Linked DNA regions of Oryctolagus cuniculus: region 1 is linked to region 2. The links are chromatin contacts, called in public Micro-C maps. All regions are on one chromosome and are shown on one strand. The core of a region is the stretch at or near the end of the contact, and the rest is flanking DNA. Distances in the headings are between cores, read along the strand shown. Region 1 holds the start of FAM171A2 (family with sequence similarity 171 member A2). Region 2 has its middle 24 kb from the start of LRRC37A.

Region 1 (4,150 bases), core at 500-2,999, 190 kb before region 2:
CTGGCTACACCCCAGGCCAACTCTGGGCTGGGAGCAGCTGGGAAGAAGGGACCCAGAGGTCTGAATACCTGGTCATCAGAGGGAACGTCTTGGGCGTACAAGAGCCTCAGGAGAGAGGGTTGGGGAAGCAAACGGGGCGGGGGCAGCTAAGGCCTGCTGAAGGCATCGGGGCCAAGTTGGGGGCAGGTGCCTAGCAGATCCTCTCCCCCCGGACCCACACCCTTGGCGTATGGGGCTTGTGGGAGGGGCTTCCTGAGGGCGCTTCTACCTGCTCCAGCCTTCTCTCTGCCTCCAGAGAGTGAGGGAGACTGAGGCAGAGGGCCAGCCTCACAGCCCTCGCAGCCTCACATTCTGCGCAGGATCCGCCTGTCAGCCCCAGCCCTGCCTCGTTCCAGAGGAAATCCCACCCCCTTCCTTCATCCGGACCCCACCTCCGTCGTCCAGACCCCCACCCCCTGCCTTTCCTGCCAGATCCTTGGTTGGGAGGGGGTGGGGGAGAACATGGTTCCCACAGGCAGGAGAGGGGAGAGCAGTAGTGAGGGGGTGGGCAGGAGGCTGGGGGGTGGGTGCAGAGCTCAGGGGTGCAGCCATGGTCTCATTCTCCCACCGTCTCCCTTGCAGGAGCCGGCCCCACCCCCACTGCACACACCCACCTGGGCCTGGGGAGGTGCTGGGAGCTGAGATGAGGAGGGGGTGATCTGGGGGCAGGCAGGGGACAGGGACCCAGGCACCTGCCCTCTGAGCTGGCACTGCCCACAGCCTGCTAGCCAGCTCAGCATGGCTCTGCCACCACAGCCCTGCCCTGCACCGTGAGCCCAGAATCACGACACCCCCTCTTCTCAGAGCTCTCTCAGCTGCAACCCCTCCTCCGTCACGGGCCGGTCGGCCTTTATTTTTGTGCACCCCAAATTCTAAACCTGGGGGGCGGGCTGGGGGCTGGCGGGCTCCAGGGCGGAGAACCCCATTAGAGCAGTCAGTCCCGCCCACAGCCTCACCCACTCCCCTTCTCCCCTCCCCCCTTCGAATCCAGCTCCAGGCGCCCAGCCCCCGTCCGGGCCCAGGGTGGCAGCCGATGCCTGCGCCACCACCCAGCCGGGGTCAGGAACGAGGGCCCCGTGGGGCGCTGCGAAGCCGGCGCCCGCCCCAGCCCGCCTCTGGGCGGGTGTCTTCGGTAGACAATGGCTCAGGCAGCAGCGCCTCGCGGACCAGGAGGGAGAAAAACAAGTCGGGAGGGGGCGGCGGCGCCAAGCCCGGAGACCCCCGCCCTCCTCATTGTGTCTCCCGGAGACCCTCGCCCCTGACGGTCTCCCTCTTCCCCACGCCACGTCCCCCACCAGCAGCACCGACCCCAGGGCGCCTGGCTCCCCCCACCCAAATCCAAGGAACAGAGTCCGCTCGATTCACGAGCGCCGCGAAGAGGGGCTGGCGGGCGGGGGGCCTGATCGGGGGGCGCAGGCTCGCGATCGCGGCCCCTCCCGGCCGAGACTCACCCTGCGGGCTGGGGGGCTCCGGCGGTGACTTGCCGGGAGCCCGGGAGGCGCCGCCGAGCAGCAGCCCCAGCAGCGGCAGCAGCCGCGCGAGGACGCTGGGGCCACTCGGCGGCGGCATCGCGGGGCTCAGCCCGGCCCTAGCGGTCCATAGCTCCCGCGCGGCCCCGCTCGGCCGGCGCCGCTCAGCCCCGGCTCTGCGCCGCGCGGCTCGGGCTCCCGCTCCGGCTGCGGCGCCCGCTCGGCGCGATTGTCTCCGCCCGGAGCCGCCCGCCAGCGCCCCCTGCAGGCGGCGCCCCACACCGCGGGCCCCCGGCGCCGCCCCCTCCCGGCCCCGCTCAGCCCGCAGCCGCTCGCGCTGCCCGCCCTCTGCCCACCCCGCAGTCTCCCACCCCCGCTCCCGCACTCCGAGCTGCGAGGCGGTGTACCGATCAAGAGTCGTGTCAGGGTCCTATCACGGAGCTTCCAGGGGCTCGAGAGCCCCCGAAATTTGGTGCAAACATTGGGGGTGGGTGGAGAATAGCTATTGCTTACAACATATTCCCAAAGTGATGTAGTCCTGGGTGTCAGGCAAGTGCAAGAACTCCCCGCTCCGCCGCTGAGCGTCTGCGTGAACAGGGTCAGGGAGGCAGCGGGCGGCCCCTGGGGATCAGCGAGGTCTGGGTTCTTGTCTAGCTTCTGCCTCTCCTCAGCCAGGGGCGAGTAACTTAGCCTTCCCGTCCTCAGTCTTCCTCTAGGGTGGGGGTAGCAGTGCCCCCCCCCCCCAGGCTTAAATGGGATGTCACAACTCACATGGTGCAGGGGGCCAGAAACTGCCATCGCTGCTGGTCCCACTGGTTCTGGCTTCCTGAGACGAGCGGTCTTTTCCCTCTTCCTCCAGCATCTCCCTCTTCCTCCAGCATCGACCCTCACCCTTGAAGACCCCTATGGGCCTGCGCTAACCCCAGGCAAGCTGTCTTCCCTTCCGTATTTCTGATTCTCATCACTCAGTTTCCGACCTTCTGATCTGGGGCTGTACCCCTCTCTTGGCTCTCCGTGACGTAACACCGTGTGGTGCCCAGGAGGGGACTGCATACCCGGACAGCAGGCATCCTCTGGGTTGGGTGCCCTGGTTGGGTCTCCTGACTTAAGGGGTCCTCATAATGGTCTTGCGGACAAAACCAAGATTCTCTCTCACCTCCTTTCTTTCCTTCCCTCTCTCCACTCTTCCCCCCTCCCTCCCTCCCTCCCTCCTTCCCTCCCTTCCTCCCTAGTTTCTCCATTCCTTTTTCCTTTCTCTTTCTTGCTTTTTAACAGAAAATTTCCCCTAACAGCCCTACCCCTTACATAACCAATTTTTTGGAACCTCAACACAGGATTTAGCTCTCATGCCTGGTGAATTTCGCCTTGTTGGTTTCAACCCAACTTTACAATCTGTCACCACTGCCTGGAGTCTGCTCCAGCCACCCATTGGACTGGAGCTCTCCGCCAGCCAGCAGCCGCCTGCGGGGAAGAGTGGCTTCCCCTGCCCATTCCAGGCACCTGGGACGATGCCAGGCAGCCCAGGGGTGGGAGGGACTCAGGTCTAAATCCTGGTCACTAGGATCGAGCTCACATTTCTTTCTTGTCTATAAGAACAAATGCCAAATGCTTTGCTGGGTCGAGATAAGTTGTCTGGGGCCATCCGAGCTCAGTGATGGAGTGGAGGGGATTTGGCTGATGTTCAAGGATCATGGTTTAATCTTTTCTTAAAACTAGGCTCCGACCAGGAACCTGTTCCGGAGCTTGCCATGCGTGGATGTCAAATTGTCCATTTCAAAATTTACCACTGAGCCCTTGAGCTAACATCAAGCGCTAATAGCTCCTGTTCTCCAATGGCTTCCCCCAACTTAGCACTTAGCATTTTGTTTTTTTAAAAAAGATTATTTTAGGCCGGCGCCGTGGCTCAATAGGCTAATCCTCCACCTTGCGGCGCCGGCACACCGGGTTCTAGTCCCGGTCGGGGCGCCGGATTCTGTCCCGGTTGCCCCTCTTCCAGGCCAGCTCTCTGCTATGGCCAGGGAGTGCAGTGGAGGATGGCCCAGGTGCTTGGGCCCTGCACCCCATGGGAGACCAGGAAAAGCACCTGGCTCCTGGCTCCTGCCAGGATCAGCGCGGTGTGCCGGCTGCAGCGGCGGCCATTGGAGGGTGAACCAACGGCAAAAGGAAGACCTTTCTCTCTCTGTCTCTCTCTCACTGTCCACTCTGCCTGTCAAAAAAAAAAAAAAAAAAGATTATTTTATTTGTTTGAAAGGCAGAATGATAGAGAGGGAGAGAGAGAGAGAGAGAGAGAGAGAGAGAGATCTTCCGTCAGTTGGTTCACTTCCCAGGTGGTTGCAATGGCTGGAGCTGGGCCTGGTGGAGCTCCACCTGGGTCTCCCGTGAGTGGCAGGGGCTGGGCATTGTCCGTTGCTCCATCCCAGGACTGGAACTGCACCGGGCATAAGCGCTGATCCACCACATGAACCAACAGGTCCTGAGAAGGACCCTGTTCACCGCCGCTGGGGCGCCAACTCCCACTCCACTCCTCACCCCTTCTCCTCTGCGGGGAAGGAGGAACAGCCACAGGGGTCAGCGAGCGCAACCTGCTCAGCTCGCCCCGGTGTGCCATGGCCTTCCTGGGCTGAGCGCAGAGCCCGCCTCCC
Region 2 (3,730 bases), core at 605-3,104:
CTCTCTCTCTCTCTCTCTCTCTCTCTTTCTCTCTCTCTCTCCCTGTGTCACTCACTCTGCTTTTCAAATAAATAAATCCTTACAAAGTATGGTGAGTTCCTTAGGAAAAGAAAAGCCTCCATGGAAGGTAGAGAAGTTGCAGTTATTTCTCTTTCTATTTTTAGGCTGAGAGAGATTAAGGCTCTTGGTCAGGGTCATCTGGCTGTTGAGTGGGTGGAGGAAAAAGTAAGAGCTAAGACTCGGGAAATCTAACTCCAAGGTCCCGCTCTTTTCTCTGCAGAAGGCACCAGAAGAAAGGCCTGGGGAAGCACCAGGGGGGCCTCCTCCTTCCTTGCCGGCACCACCAATGGCTCAGGCAGGCCATTAGCAGAGAAGTGCCCGCGCGCGCCCGTCTGCTGGCGGGGGAAGAGGACAGCCACGAGGGAAGAGCCGGCTCCCACTTCTCTGTGTGGCTGCTTCCATTCCAAGAAGTCAATGTGAACACACGCTCCCCCGCCCCCAGTGCGTTAGACCCGCAGCTTCCAGAGCCTTGAGGGGCAGTTTCCTCCCACGCCTCCAGCACAGGTTCCAGCTGTTGTCTGCAGGGGGAGTGGGTGGGGCTCCGGGCTGGCACTGTCTTCTCACTCACAGGTGAGGCTCTGCGCTGATCTTAGCAAAGGACCTGAAGGGGCTGTGTGCAGTGGTGGCGGTGACAGGCTCCCATTTGTCATCCTCAAAGCGCAATGGGGAGACGGCATCTCGGGAAGGCTCCTCCGACTCCAGAGCCGCTCGTTATCCAGCACTGGCCAACAGTCGGCCACACGGAGGCCAGCCGCTCGCCTCCGCTCTCGGCACTCAGTCTGAGCTGGGGCGGGACTGAGGTTGCAAGACAAAGGCACACACAGCCGGCTCGGGAGTAGGACTCAGAAACGTTCTGTCTTGCTTCGGGACCTGAACAGGTGTGGCTGGGGAGAGGTCCCTTACATTTGAGAAGGACCCAAAGTGTATGCACAATATATGCTGTTTTTTAAAAAGCAACACATCATCCCTACTTTCTTTTTATTTATTCGAAAGGCAGAGACGGATAGACATATATACAGACAGACAGACAGACAGACACACACACACACACACACGGGGCGGGGGAGAGAGAGAGAGAGAGGCAGTTCATCAGGTGATCAGGTGGGTCACCCCAGCGAATGCCCACACCAGTCAGGGTGGCCGAGGGTGAAGCCAGCAGCCAGGAACCCCATCCGGATCTCCCATGTGGTGGCAGGGACCCGAGTACTTGAGCCAGGGTGCCTGCTGACAGGAAGCTGCATTGGGAACAGAGCCAGGACTTGAACCCAGGGCCCCTGTGGCGTCGGACGAGGGCATCCCAAGCAGCGTCCTAACTGCTGCGCCAAGCGTTCACCCCCTCCTTGTGGGCAGAGGGCGATGGAGGACGGCAGCGGCGGTGGAAGGGGTGGGGAAGGAGGTGTTCCAGCTGGAGGAGGCAGGGCTCGGGCAGGGGCACGCGGGCGGGAACGCGGGCACACTTGAGAAACACTGAGTAATTCAGCTGGACTGGAGCATGAGGTAGTGGAAAAAAGGACTGGGAAGGTAGACTGGAGCCCTATCACGGAGGCCCTTACATTCCAAGCTAAGGAATTTGCACTTCATTTAGGAGGCCACAGGGAACCTCCACATTAGAAGTCTGCTTTCGGAGGGAGACTCCAGCCGCTGTGTGTGCAGGCCTCCAGCCGCTGTGTGTGCAGGCCGGACGCCCTGAGGTCCCAGTAGTTCGACTGCTGGGGAACGAAGCTGGCCTCCCCGGGATGGCACTCCTGGCAAGTGGAAGGCCCAGAGAGAGGCATTCTGCCTTCATTCCAGGACAGAGGAGGCAGAGGGGAACCTCTGGTGCCCGCAGCCTCCTGGAGAAGTTCCCCTAGGCAGGGACCTGCACCCACTCTCGTCCAGGTAGAGCACTCGGGGATCCACAGAAGGCGGCTTTGAGAAGCGGCCCAGCACTTTCCCACAGGGAGGAGAGTGTCGCTCCCGGCTCTCCTCTGCCCCACCTTCAGACTGCACTGCTAGCAAGGAGCACCTGGGATGCGTAGCTGGCACCTGATCTGAGGACTTGCCAGTGGCCAACCAAGAGGCAAGCGACACCTGCTGAACACAAAGCATCTGGGTCCCTGCCCCTTGTCCACCTTCTAACCCAGAGGGGTAGCGTGAGAGGCCGGAAGCACGGGTTGACCCCTTGGACGGAGGGTCCGGGAAGCCCTGGGATCCCGGGCTAATTCTGATGTCCAGACTCCCAACCCCTACCTCTTAGCTTTGCTTAATTGGGTTACAGGAATTAGCCTTTAGAGACAGAAAAGGCAAGAGACCACATTCTCCTCACTGCCGCCCCTCTAAAGAAGAGGTCAAGTGAGGTCATCCCTGCTTGACCCCGCGAGGATGGCCAAGCAATGAAAATGGCTTCTTGGGGATTGCAATGAGGCTGCAAGGTTGAGGGCGGACAGGAAGTGACAGTGCAAGCGGGACCAAGGCCGGCGCGTGAATGGATTTCAGAGGTCAGGGAGCGCTCAGAGTCCGAGAGACGCAGTGAGAAGCCATCTTTTGCTGGTGTCAGAGGTAACGATCAGGAAGCTTGATAAGAGCGTGTGTGGGTGAGAGCGTGGGAAACAGACCCTCGCAGGCCTGTGGGCGGTTTCTGTGCGAGGTGATTTACAATATCGGTCAACGCTAATAAATGTTTGCAGTGGAGCAGAAATGCACGTGCACAAAAGTGACCCAAGCAGGGGCCGGTGCCGTGGCTCACTTGGCTAATCCTCCGCCTGCGGCGCCGGCATCCTATATGGGCGCCGGTTCTAGTCCTGGCTGTTCCTCTTCCAGTCCAGCTCTCTGCTGTGGCCCGGGAGGGCAGTGGAGGATGGCTCAAGTGCTCGGGCCTCCCGTGTGGGAGACCAGGAGGAAGCACCTGGCTCCTGGCTTCAGATGCATAGTTCTGGCCGTGGTGGCCATTTGGGAGGTGAACCGGCGGAGGGAAGTCCTTTTTCTCTGTCTCTCTCTCACTAACTCTGTCAAATGAAAAACAAATGACCCAAGTGGACTGTATGTATTACAACTTTCCGTATAACTGCACAAGACAGAAAGCAGTGGGGGCTGGGAAAATAGCTTCTGGTCTATCCATTGAGTGGAAAATCATGGCTCACCTGCAGGATGCATTACCTTGAAAGTTAGGGTACAAGGTGTGTATGCTATGTTACCAGTGTGTGAGGAACAGCTCTGTATACTAGCACCTGTGGGGAAGCTGCATGTGCGCTTATATATGTGTCATTACCTCCAGAAGGAAAACCAGACGAGTCCCCCGGGGAAGGGGCGCTGGGAGCTGGGGAGCAGGTACATTGTACGCTCATTCCCACATTTTCCATTGTATGCTGGGTACAAATAGTACTTGCTAACAAACAAACAAACAAACAAAACCACAAATGAAAAAGAAGAGAAGTCTGAACCTGTGTGTTTCCTCCCAGAGGGGCTGGGGGGTGGCAGCGGTGCCCTCCCGGTGCGATGGGCTACAGCACCCCCTGCTGCCACGAGCAGGGACTGCGCAGTGGATGCAGGGGGACGGAGGCTTGGGTCAGGGCTGCTGTGTGGCGTCCGAGGTGTCATGGAAGGGGCACTGGGAATGGGCAGCCCTGGGTTTGCGTACTGACTGCCCTAGCCTGCTGCACGCCCCTGGACATAAGACCCTCCCTGTGAGTCT

What was found. Hi-C and Micro-C count contacts between places; a contact is called where the count stands out from the background.
Region 1: a Micro-C map of ear pinna shows a contact between it and region 2, with 2.2 times the contacts expected there. The contact joins the promoter of FAM171A2 here to the enhancer-like site in region 2. A contact is called at or near these places in 2 of 6 Hi-C or Micro-C datasets (ear pinna and skin fibroblasts).

The regions. Positions count from the first base shown.
Region 1 is chr17:18,927,787-18,931,936 of mOryCun1.1, reverse strand. It overlaps FAM171A2 (family with sequence similarity 171 member A2), which reads right to left and starts at 1,749. Exons shown (of 8, transcript XM_008271581.3): 1 at 1,491-1,749. The coding sequence starts at 1,608.
Region 2 is chr17:18,734,930-18,738,659 of mOryCun1.1, reverse strand. No RefSeq gene overlaps it. Among named protein-coding and RNA genes, the nearest start is that of LRRC37A, 24 kb to the right of the region's middle. Within about 2 kb of position 1,854, at least 1 of the 8 cell types and tissues checked has an H3K27ac peak or open chromatin away from gene starts, as enhancers often do. A contact at or near this core is called in ear pinna, where this site is marked.